4 separate regions of the Zea mays genome follow, and regions 2, 3 and 4 are each linked to region 1. A link is a contact called in public Hi-C data. All regions are on one chromosome and are shown on one strand. Each heading gives the region's core, a stretch centred on a gene start, on an enhancer-like site or on the middle of the called end of the contact. The rest is flanking DNA. Distances are from core to core; before and after follow the strand shown.

The links. Hi-C and Micro-C count contacts between places; a contact is called where the count stands out from the background.
Region 2: a contact with region 1 is called in a Hi-C map of ear, with 2.4 times the contacts expected there. The contact joins the promoter of LOC100274431 here to the promoter of LOC103626967 in region 1. A contact is called at or near these places in 3 of 25 Hi-C or Micro-C datasets (bundle sheath, ear and tassel).
Region 3: a Hi-C map of ear shows a contact between it and region 1, with 4 times the contacts expected there. The contact joins the promoter of LOC100285347 here to the promoter of LOC103626967 in region 1. A contact is called at or near these places in 5 of 25 Hi-C or Micro-C datasets (ear, leaf, leaf mesophyll and 1 more).
Region 4: a contact with region 1 is called in a Hi-C map of bundle sheath, with 4 times the contacts expected there. The contact joins the promoter of LOC100383395 here to the promoter of LOC103626967 in region 1. A contact is called at or near these places in 7 of 25 Hi-C or Micro-C datasets (bundle sheath, ear, leaf and 2 more).

What each region holds. Positions count from the first base shown.
Region 1 is chr5:142,119,695-142,122,650 of Zm-B73-REFERENCE-NAM-5.0, forward strand. LOC103626967 (BAG family molecular chaperone regulator 6) reads right to left here and starts at 1,623. Exons shown (of 7, transcript XM_008647329.2): 1 at 1,238-1,623.
Region 2 is chr5:141,839,877-141,842,830 of Zm-B73-REFERENCE-NAM-5.0, forward strand. It overlaps LOC100274431 (BTB/POZ domain-containing protein POB1), which reads right to left and starts at 1,413. Exons shown (of 6, transcript NM_001148790.2): 1 at 1,073-1,413. The coding sequence starts at 1,283.
Region 3 is chr5:142,380,367-142,383,147 of Zm-B73-REFERENCE-NAM-5.0, forward strand. LOC100285347 (50S ribosomal protein L21, chloroplastic-like) reads left to right here and starts at 1,403. Exons shown (of 5, transcript NM_001158239.1): 1 at 1,403-1,762; 2 at 2,250-2,330. The coding sequence starts at 1,415.
Region 4 is chr5:142,501,977-142,504,837 of Zm-B73-REFERENCE-NAM-5.0, forward strand. It overlaps LOC100383395, which reads left to right and starts at 1,447. Exons shown (of 3, transcript NM_001176050.1): 1 at 1,447-1,633.

The sequences.
Region 1 (2,956 bases), core at 373-2,872:
CCAAAAGGATTTCGCTATTGTGTTTGTGATATTTTTATGAACAAAATAAGGCCACAATTATATAGATTTTAATATTTTTATTTTCTGTTCTTCTCGCATGTGCAATCCAATACACCCTACCAAACACCATCTCTATTGGTACAATGACCAAGACAACCAAATAAAGACTCATCACATAAATTCAGCCGCCTAGCCTAGCCTGGCTCACTGGTAAGAACCAAGCTAAAGTTATGCGAGCAACCAATGAGTCCCTTAGGCTATTTCCAGCAGCCTCCATATCTCACCCCTATGTTACTCTCTATTACAAACTCTGCTCTGTAGATAGTATAGTCTATAGTTCAAAATAATGGTTTGTACATATCAATACACAAGTTGTACTGTAGATGTTCTAAAGACTATCTCTAGCAGACTCCATATCCTACTCCTTATCTCAGTCCTTATTTTAAACTCTACTCTATAAACAGTATAATCTATTTTACAAAATAGTATTTTATACGGCCATTTACACGGCCTGTTGTGGATGGCCTATATCTTACTGTCAGCAAGCCTAGAGCCATCTCGGCATCACATTAGTTTAAAATAAAATACAACGTTTTATTAAAAAATCATTCAAGTACATAACTAAACAAATAAAAATTATATAAAAAACCATTCAAGTAAATAACTAAAAAATGAAAATTGCATAATCCATATAAAATAAATAAAAATTATATAATTCATTAAAAATTATATAATTCATAAAACGTAAATAAAAATAACATAATTTCTGAAGCTAAAAAATAGATAATTCATAATTTTCTTTTGGATTTTTTTCGAACTCCACTTAGATGACTTAAAAAATAGATAGCTAAGGTGAGCGCATGCCTCAACGAATTAGAACATAACATCTCGCTAAATCTTATCGATACCGATTGGTCTGAATCGATACCGCCGGTCACCGTTGAGACCGAATCGATCGGTACCAACGTATCGAAGGTCTCGCGTTGCATCCAACCTTAGTTATGAACAATAAACAATCCTAACATATTCTTCTTCTTGATTAAAAAGGCGAGGTTTGCGAGTAAAGCACGGGTTTAAGCAGCAGAGATTTTCGAGACTGCACGTAAGCATGAAACGCGGACACCATAGTTTGCAATCCCGGACCAACACAGTACTGAATCGGACACACCAAAATCATCAGAACTTTCGAGGTAGGAGTGAAAATGGGAGGAGGCTGGGCGAGGAGGGGCACACTTACAGTGCGGCGGGCGAAGAAAAAGCAGCAGAGCGCGGATCAGACAGACGAGCCACCACCAAAGCTTGAAAATTCCACGGGGCCGAGTGACGTCAGCTACCGGCGAGCGATGCAGTCCGCGGGTCCCAAGGCTGTCGTCGTCCCCCCTCTCTCTCCCTTACTTCTCGCGAGCGCTTCTGGTTTCTTGCGTGTTGTTTCGCGGCGCGGAGCAGACGCGCGGTATTTATGCGGAGAACGGGGCCAGGGCCCTCCGAGGAGTGAAGGTGGAAGGAGAAGCCGTTGGGGGTTCGAGAGGGTTCGCGTCGTGGCCGAGTGGCTGACTCGGTTCGCTCTCTCGCGCGGTCGCATTCCTTCTCGACGGTTCCACCGCTTCCACGAGTCCCACTCGTATTATTATTTTATATATATATATATATATATATATATATATATATGTTACAAGGCATATAAAATATTCAACAAAATATTAATGCATAACTATTATATAAAATAAAACAGAGGTTGTATATCAGTGATGGTAGTTGTTACCTTCTTGCTAGTAAGATCTAAAACTTGTAACTTAAACTTTAAAACTTGATCATGTACTTCCTTTATTATTAGAATAATATGAAGAGCTTTTAACATTTTCTTTCGACTTGCACGATCTGGTGTGTATGTTATAATTAGGTTATTGGATTTCCATTTGTAGGAAACGGGTGACGTCTAGGAGGGGGTGAATTAGTACTTCTAAAACTTTTACTAAACTAGGCCACAAATAAATCACTATAACAAAACCTATGCAAATAGTAAACTAGAATGTGCAAACTAGGTTTTGTCTAAGTGTTGCTATCTCTACCGCAATAGCTAAGTTTCAATCTACATTATATAAGTATGAATACAAGATTGAAACTTAAATGCTTAATATAAATGCGAAAACTTAAATAGCAAAGTAGATATGCAAACTCTCGTGGATGACGCCGGTATTTTTACCGAGGTATCCGGAACCAAGGTCCCGACTAATCCTCGTTGGTGCCCCTACGCAAAAGGAAGCCCACGTGAGGACCAAGCACCTCGGTCGAGTAACTCTGTAGAGAGTCGCGGGCCTTCTCCACGCGCAAGTGGTGCTCCGCTTCCGGCTCCTCTCGGACGCTCCCCACCGTCTCCACTATCGAGCTTCCGCCCGAAACGCCGCAGGCATCGTTCCCTCCGGTACACGATGGCGGTCGTGACACAAACGCGGTTGTCACGGTCTCGCAAGACTCGCGCCCCACTCGGTACAAATACAACGACTCGCGCAAGAGCCGAGGGGTTGTGTGGTTTTACAAAACTCACTCAACTAACTAGGGTTCACCTAGAGCAAGCGCTAGAGCGGTCTAACTAACATAAGCACTTCGCAAAGCACCTACGCTAATTACTGAGTGATTCTATTAAGCACTTGGGTGTAAGAGCACTTGAGAATGTCTATTGTATGCGTCGGTATGTCTCTTGGGCTCCCACTATTGGAAATGGCCGGTTGGGGTGTATTTATAGCCCCCAACACAAAACTAGCCGTTGGAGGAAAGCTGCTACTTTCTGTGGTGCACCGGATCGTCCGGTGCCCCTGTCCGGTGCGCCTAGCCGTTAGTCTGTCACAGCAGGTGACCGTTGGCGCGCAGGCTTTTCACACCGGACAGTCCGGACTTCACATCGGACAGTCTGGTGGTCTTCCCTCCGGGTACCACCTAGAACTAGCCGTTAGGGCTT
Region 2 (2,954 bases), core at 163-2,662, 280 kb before region 1:
CTTTTCTTCAATTGGTGCTAACCATATCCTATCACCTATATCATCGTTTCGAACTTGATCCCTTGTATGGCCACAAATCCAACACAACATAGAACACACACATTTCCACAACACTTATTACAGCAAATTAGAGGTGCCATGGCCTGCTGTTGAATCGACACGAGAAGATGGCTGCTGCCACCAGGGCTGCTGGAACGAGGGAGGACAGCAACTCCGGCACAGTAGCCAGCAGATCTGCCGCTCTCCGTCTTCCATGCACTTCCTCTCTGCCACACGCTCTATTTCTCCCATGCTTTTCCTATGAGTCTCCCGCCAGAATCTCCTGATGCTTTCCCCCTCCTCCCACCTTTCTTCCACAAGTGATTTCCTACGATTCAGACGCTAATGTGACGATTTTGAGACGCCAAACCCATAAGACAGACAACATATATATATGCAAGGCATAGTGTAACCCTAGCCCGCTCCAGTGCTTAAACTACACCTTAATAACTATGGTTTCCATGATTATGAAGCACAATTGACCCTCTCCGGGTATTTTATCAACAGAGTAAGTCTTCCATGGTTATCTTAAGAACAGGCGACACAAAACCTACACCTCCATAATCAGAAGCATCTATACGCTGCCAACCTAAAAAGTACAGATGCATCACCTGCAAATGGTTTCTGAGTTGCACCCCTCTCGTTACCCCGTAGCTTCTCAACTAGATTAATTTGAATATTTGGGTGGGTCAACTCAAATTCAAACTATGGATAGCCTGAATTAATTCATTTATTCCTGTAAATACGTTTGTCAATTATTGTAGCTCATGACAGATCAAAATGTCAGATAATTCGTACAAGTGCGTCATGGCAGCTCCAAATTGAAATTCCTCTCTATCCTTCACCGATTCCCTTTCCATTATAACCTATATTGTCGGGTACCTACGTGAATCAGATTTTACTAAAATAAACGAGGCACATAGGAGCCCCCAGCAAATTCTCAGCCGAATCGCGTCAAGCGTCACAAATAAACACGCAAAATCACACGACCGCAAGGCAACAACGGCATGCGTAGCCAGAATCCGTGGCGTACCTTTCTCCTTGAGGAGCTCCTCACGGCGGCGCTTGCGGTGGCGCGCCCAGTCGGCGAGGCCACCTCCTCCGGCACCGGCGCCGCTGGACCCCGGAGCGTAGTCATCCCCGGCGACGACCTCGATACGCAATTCCCGGTCGGAGAAGTTGACCTCGTTGAAGGCGAATTCAAAGCTGGGCCCCCCGCCCCCGGGCGAGAAGTCCGGGTCCATCTCCGCCGCCGCGGTCGCGTGCACGCCGACCAGCCTCCGCCTACGGGAAGTGGGGGAGGCGTGGAAGGCGGTGGCCGTAACCCTAGCCGGCGGGGTGCTCGAGGGGGAGGGCGAAACGAGAGAAGTGGCCGGGAGGGAAAGGAGGAGAAGACACAAGGAAGAGACGGTGGTGGTTATAATGAGGCAATGGAGGGGCTAGGATGGGAAAGGGGGCTTCAAACGTTTTGGTGGTGGTGCCGATGGTGCCGCGACAGCGGCGTTGAATTCGTGCTCGGATTGTTGGTTTGGCTCGGCTGACCGTTTGCGTTGAATTCGTGCTCGGATTGTTAGTTTGGCTGACCGTTTGCGTACGCCTAGGTCTGAAAAAAAAAAGTTCAAAGCTCACGAGCCAGTTTAAGTTTGGGGCAGTTTGTAAACGTCGAGTGAGTCGAGTCGAGCCTTATTTTTGAGTTTGCTGGTCCACCGAGCTAGCTCGTTCTGGCTCGTAAGCCGTGCCAAATTAATCAAACTATATATAATAATAGATAATTTCACTTATAGTATTAAATGATGATTATATTTTTCACATTTATGTACTATTAAATCACTATATAATGCAATATTATTTATCAAGGTCCAGCTTGCGAGCCGAGCTGAGCCTCCTCTTTCAGCTCGTTGAGTGAATGAGCTGAGCTTGTCTGTCAACGAGTTGCACCGAGCTAAGTTCGGCTCATTTCCAGCCCTAATACCACCTCTAGTGTTTCAATTCGAAAATATCCAATGTCGTGTGTTGTATATATATGGTGAGAGTGGCAATAGAGACTACGTCCTCTATTTGTTGCGGGGAATTGCTCTTGTTCGGGTTTGTTCGGTTGCTGTTGGAACTCAGTGACACGTGGTCGAGTGGGTCCAAGTAGTGGGAAACAAAAATACTTTGATGCTTAACAACACGATGGATTAGAGCAACAGTGTTTTTTCAGCCTGTCCCATCAGGGTACAGTGCGGGGTATTATAGGTAACTGTAAATATAGTTATGCCCCTAGTTACCTACGTTATCCCCAGAATATTCCCCCCTCAAGGGTTATTAGAGGTCATTACAGTGTGGTTAAGTACAACCCGGACTGACACACTGTTAGGGGGCTTACTCTCTCGAAGGTCCTAAAAACATGACTAACCATATATTTTCAGCATGATATGAATTATTACAGGGAACTTGGGCTTCAGAATGGAAGTTCTCTCCCATGGCAAAGGCATACGAGATGAAGATATAATCCGAAGATGATAAGAATGAACGTTGAAGTTATAGCCGAAGAGTAATAGCTTCGGCTTAAATGGTGATGAAGACCAGACATGATGCTGACCGGAAGGGAAAAAGACTAGCAAGTCCTTAATGATTTATGTTATGTTCATAAGTAAATATCAAGGACACAAATGTACTTTTACCCGGGCTGTGTCCGTGCCTATAAATATATGAACAGTAGCAACGTACTGTTCATGCTGGATTGTAATCGCTCTCACGTCAACACCTTCGAACAAGCCGAAGGTATCAATGTAATGTAAATCCTGTTAATGTACATGTCTACATTATGAAATTCATATGAATACGAATTGATGCAATATAATCATTACTATTATGTATTCTCATTTTCATGAATGTTAAAGACATGTCCTACATGACCGCGTCTGAAGATC
Region 3 (2,781 bases), core at 153-2,652, 260 kb after region 1:
AGGGAGTTTGTCTGGTGACAAACAGTTGGGAAAAGCGTCGCCGCTTGAAGGGCACGGCTAGGAAAAGCGATCGAGCAGGGGGCAGTCGTAACGAGGACAAGTGCCAGAGAGCGCCGTCACCGTCGTAGGAGCGCCGCCGGCCGGGAAGAATGCTGCCGCGAGCAAGAGATGGGGAACCCTAGCGAAGGGAGCTCGTCTGGTGAGGAACAGAGGAGAAAAGGATACCGAGGAGAAAAGGAAACACAACCAAAGAAACAAATCGGTACGTACATAACCAGTGGGAGTGGTTATTTTTTAATTTGGTTTGCCCTCAACGCATCAAAAGTAGCCCCATAGCAGCTATGAGATTAGTACTGTAAAAAGCAGGTTGTGTTGAGATAAGTTGCTACAAATTAGACTCTTTTGGTTTAGCTTCTACTTTTTTTAAAGCAAAAGCAGGTTCCAAAAGTAGAACCAAACGCACTCTTAGTCCAGAAAAAGACGTTCATACCGTTGCATCATTGCCCCTCTTATTATCATCTGCTTGTAAATTTGCTCTCACTTTGATATAAAAGTTTAGAGTATAAGTATAAAATAAATCCGACCATAAATTTGAAAACCAATTATCTCAATTTCAAAATTTTAAATACTTTGAATTTAATTTGAAATACAATTTGAAGTATTTTAAATTTTAAATTTGAAATAAAAATTTGAATTTAGTGAATTTGAAATATATTTTTATTTTGAATATTTGAAATTGAAGTATTTGAAATTCTGAATTTAATGAACTTGGAATAAATTTTGGTTTTCATTTTTCTAAAATTTGAATTAAAATATTTGCAATAAAAATTTGATTTTAATGAATTTAAAATAAAATTTGAATTTTAAATTTTGAATTATTTGAAAACTTGAATTCAATGAATTTGAAATAATTTCTGATTTTCAATTTTTTAAATAATTGATTTTTCAGATTATAGTCATGTGATACTTATACTTTAAACTTTTAGGTTATAGTTAGGTAAATTTGCAAACAGCAAATAATAAGAGAGGTAATGATGCAAGTGTATAAATATATTTTTAAAGATTGAGTTAACATTGCTACGTGTTTATAATGAAATAAAAGCAAACAGAGGTTTCATTTAAAAAAATAGGATAACGATGCAAAGTTCAAAAAACAGAGGTAAAAATAAAGTTAGAATCGTGAGTTGGTGCAACCATGCAGTTGTTCCTTTTTAAAACGTTGGTTTGCTGTGGTTTGTAAAGTTCTACAACCAACCATGCAATTGTCCCTTTTCAAAACGTTGGCTCGCTGTGGTTTCTAAAGTTCTACTATGTTTTACTTGAACTTTATTTTAGTTTTTTTTTCCTCCATACCTTACTGATCTGAACCGTTGGCTTTCAATCGGATCGCCCGCTATCCCCTCCTATCCACAATATGATCCCTGGCCTCTCATCCTCCGAAAACTCCACTCCTTCGTCATCCATGCGTCCCCTCCCCGCCGCGGCCATGGCCACCGCGACGCTGCCCCTCCGCCTCCTCCCCTCCAAAACGCTGACTCTCTCCACTCTCCCCTCCCTGCGCCGCTCCCTCTCCGTCGCCGCTTTGGAGCCCCGGCGCTGGCGCCTCCGAGCCGCCGCCGAGGAGGCGCCTGAGGCCGTGGAGGTTGAGTTCGTGGAGCCCGAGACGGAGGCTGAGGAGAAACCCGCGGTACCGGAGCCCATCGAGGCTCAGCTGGCCGCCGCGGGGGCCGGGAAGGACGCGGACATCTTCGCTGTTGTCATGGTGGGTTGGCTACTTGGCTTGCAACTTTGGACTGAATTACTTGAAAATGACACGTCGTCATTTATGTTGCATTACCATTAATGTTAGGTATGTCTTACATTGCGTGGAAAATGGCTAGGATGGTGGTGTCAGTACTAACATCAATGCTCGATGCCACGATCACGCAGTGCTTGCGTAGTGATGCTGGCAATTTCACGGCTTCCGGTTATTTACTACTAGCCTTTTAGGCCGTGCTCAGGAGAGTGTGCATATGGTCGTACAAAACACTGTTTTATGCTGTAGATTGCAATATTTATAGAGTGAAGTTTGAAATAAGAAGTGAGATAGGAAGTGCCGGAGATAGCCTCAGTTTTTATCTTTTTTCAAAATGCTGAAATATGTAAGAATGTATCTCTTAGCAGGCAATTGTTTGTGTGTTGTCCGAATGAGCAGTTTGAAAAAAAATGACTGAAGACTTATATATTCTGACAGCTTTCCTTTATTACAGATTGGTTCAAGACAGTACATAGTGATGCCGGGCAGGTATATATACACACAGAGACTGAAAGGTGCCAATGTCAATGATCAGGTTTGGTGATTCACCTGTCTGCATACTCCAAGCTGATAGTGTAGATTGAGATGTTGTATTGTTTCCCTCCTGCAATTCTTTTGATATGAAAGTCATTTGGAGAATCTTCTGTTTATCTTGATGCATTTGTGTCCTTGTAGCAGCAATTGTTCACTAAATATTTCCTTAAGAGCTTGCAAAAACTATTACCTATACATCCTTCTTTCTAGATGTCTGCTATTATGGTGGATAGGGTAATTTATCATTGCAGATTTTGATATGTTGTGAGCACAGAGAAAAGCCACCATTGTCCTCTAGTCTGTAGTCTTCGTCTGCTCACAATCCTAGATCCAAATGATATGATGCATCTGGTGCAAATGCATAGACATTTCCACCATGATGGTACTATCAGCTCAGGTTTTATGCAGTCACATAAAATTGTTGGAACCGGACCGCCGACACACGGCGTGTC
Region 4 (2,861 bases), core at 197-2,696, 380 kb after region 1:
AAAGGTATGTAGAAATTAGCCTTAAAAAACTAACAAAGCAACTTAAACTAGAGGGGAAAAGGCATAAAAAAGGTGGAGGAGGAAAATGAGAAAAAAAACTTAGTTTATTAGTTATACTAGTCGGATGACTGTGTATTGTTACGGTTTTTATATAACATTAGTAAACTTTATTTTAATAAAACATAAAAATATGTGTATTTTATTGGTTAGATTAGTGTGAATATGGTGTCACAATCAAGTTTTGAACCCCATTTAAGCATAATTTTACCTTATTTTTAGATAAAGCGGGAAGAGGAAGAACGACACACTACGACGATAGTAAACGTGGAACTATATAAACTGATGATTTATATAGTATAGAAAAGATTAATAAAATACGTGTTTTTAATTTTGATGGTTATGTTATATAATTTCTAATTGTTTTTCTTACGTAATTGCATTTGTTTAAATATATAATTAGATGTATTTTTTTTTATTTTAATAAAACAATATAACACCGAGAGCAAGCGCATAGCAGGTGAGGTCAGGTCAGTTTGCGGAGATCAATTGGGAAGGAGGCTGACACGTCGGCCGGGCCGCACTCCCCCACGTTGCAAAACAAAGAGACGGCACCACTCCAGGATGGCGACACGGACGCCGCCGCGACCATCCTTTGCTCACCTGGGCCCCACGCACAACACAATCCGAGGCAGGGCGGCAGCGCGGGTGCGAGTCGCGTCACCCGTGACGGCCCGATTCCGTCCATGTACTAGTGCGCGAGCCATCCGAGTGAGCAATGAGCATACGCGACTGACGTGCGGGGCAAGGTGGTTCGTGGGCCCACGCGTCGGTTGATGGGCGCGACGTGGTAGCGGTGGCGTGAGGTGCGCCGCCGACCGCATAGAGGCATGCGCACTTGCACAGGCGGCCATGGATTCTTCCAAGCGGCTTCGTTTGGTCGAGTCGCCTTTTTCGCTGTAAGATCCTTGCTGGATGTCGGATTTACGGACAAGGACAACAACAGATTCTCTTCTCTTTGGCCTCACGTAGACGTATTGCAGACAGATGCTCCGACAAATACAAGCTTACAATTCTTTACCATCAAACCAAAGTAAAAAAAATATACCATAGAACAACTCAAAATTGTCGTGTTAATCAGCTACTTTCTCTTACAAACCGGCAAAGTTTAGAGAGAGCCAACATATATGATAGTAGAACAAAATATCACTGGCTGTTCACATGTGCCAGATTATCTATTTTTAGTTTCCTTTTTTTATTATTTCAGTGGTTTCCATGAATAGTTTCTGCCCTTTTTATGTTCCGTAAAAGCTTATTCAAAATAAACCGTTGCTGGACTCCGAACAAACTTGGCATCCGCTCTGCCCAAGGAAACGAAAGGGAGGGAGAGCGACTTTTTTTCCATTAAAAAAGCCCCCCGAAGGAATGCTGTAATTGCCCCTCTCTGCTCTGGTTGCCAAGGCAAAGGGCCACACCCTCACCTCAGCATCTCTCTGCTCCACTTCTCCTCGTCCCCGTCCGACATCGCATCGCATCGCATCACCGCCTCTCGCTTTCTGCCCATCAGCCCTCCCTCTCTCTCCTGCGTCTCCGAGGCGCGGACGACGGCGACGACGCGAACGCCCCCGCCGCCTAGGTATCTCCTTCGCCCTCCTCCCCATCCGTCGTGGCGCGCGCCCGCCTCCCTCTCGGTCGGCGTCGTCGTATTTTACCGGCGCCGGCGGTTTCGTTTTCGTCCTCGTATGCGCCAGCGAAGTTTGCGCGAAAATCTCTCTCCTTGTAGTCCCCGCGGGTTCTTCCACGCTCGTTTTCACGAATTTACGATTATTAATTTCAGTTCTTGTCGCGGTGTGGGGGGTGTCCGCTATTTAATCCTTCGCTGGCAGCAAGTTGATCCTTCCCAGCTCCGGCTCAGTGTTCCGGAGAGGTGCAAGGTGGAAGGTTGGTATGGCCTTCTAGTTTATTGTCTTCGTACTGAGCCCACCCTTCGTTTGCCCATGGAGAACTTGAGAGATCGTTCAGTTCTTAGCTCAACCCGTGCCCTTGCGGTTGATGAGGTGCGCACGCGAAACTGGATATACTTGTTAGTGGAGCGGCGTCGCGTCTCTATTTTTTTAAATCTGGAGAATCGTTCTGAGTCAGATCTTTGATGGTGTCTGAGGCTCTGGGTCTAGGTGAGAGGAGTGGAGCCTGAATTGTGCTGCAGCTTCTGTCTCATTTTGGGGTTCATGTCTGCATTGAGGAGATTTTCAACCCGTTGTCTTAGTGAAATCACTCATAATTCCTCTTACCTTGTGACAGAGTCTGCCTCTGAACACTGTGAATTCCCATCCATTGTTTATTTGTGGAGAAGGTGTAGAAGCGCTTCACAAAGTTGCGCTTCATGAAAACAACGATCTTAAACTTATTGACTAGAGAGTTACGTTTATGAACAATATAGTATCTTCAGAAGAAGAATGTATGGTTGGTTTCATCTTGGCTCCCTAATTGGATCACATGTAGTTTAGGTATACAGTAATGTTCCTACGTCTCCTACAATCGAAAGACAGTGGCAGGATCACCTCTACACGCGCATGGTTCGTTCTCTCTGGTCCATCCCTTCTGTTCGTTTGACCCCAAAACTAAGGGAACTGTATGGAGGATTAAATCCCCTGCAAGGCAAAACCCCTCTCAAACCTCTCCAATTCCCTTGATTTTGTAATCAAATGAACACGGCAGGCTGCTTTCCCTTTGCAAGTTCAATGGAGTAAAAAGCTCTGCTCATTTGACTGTTCCTTTCCAGTGAATCTTCTGACCTCCTCTCTCGTAGTTTAAATTATGTTCAATATCTTTCTTTGTAGTTGCTTTTGCTCACGAAAGGCATA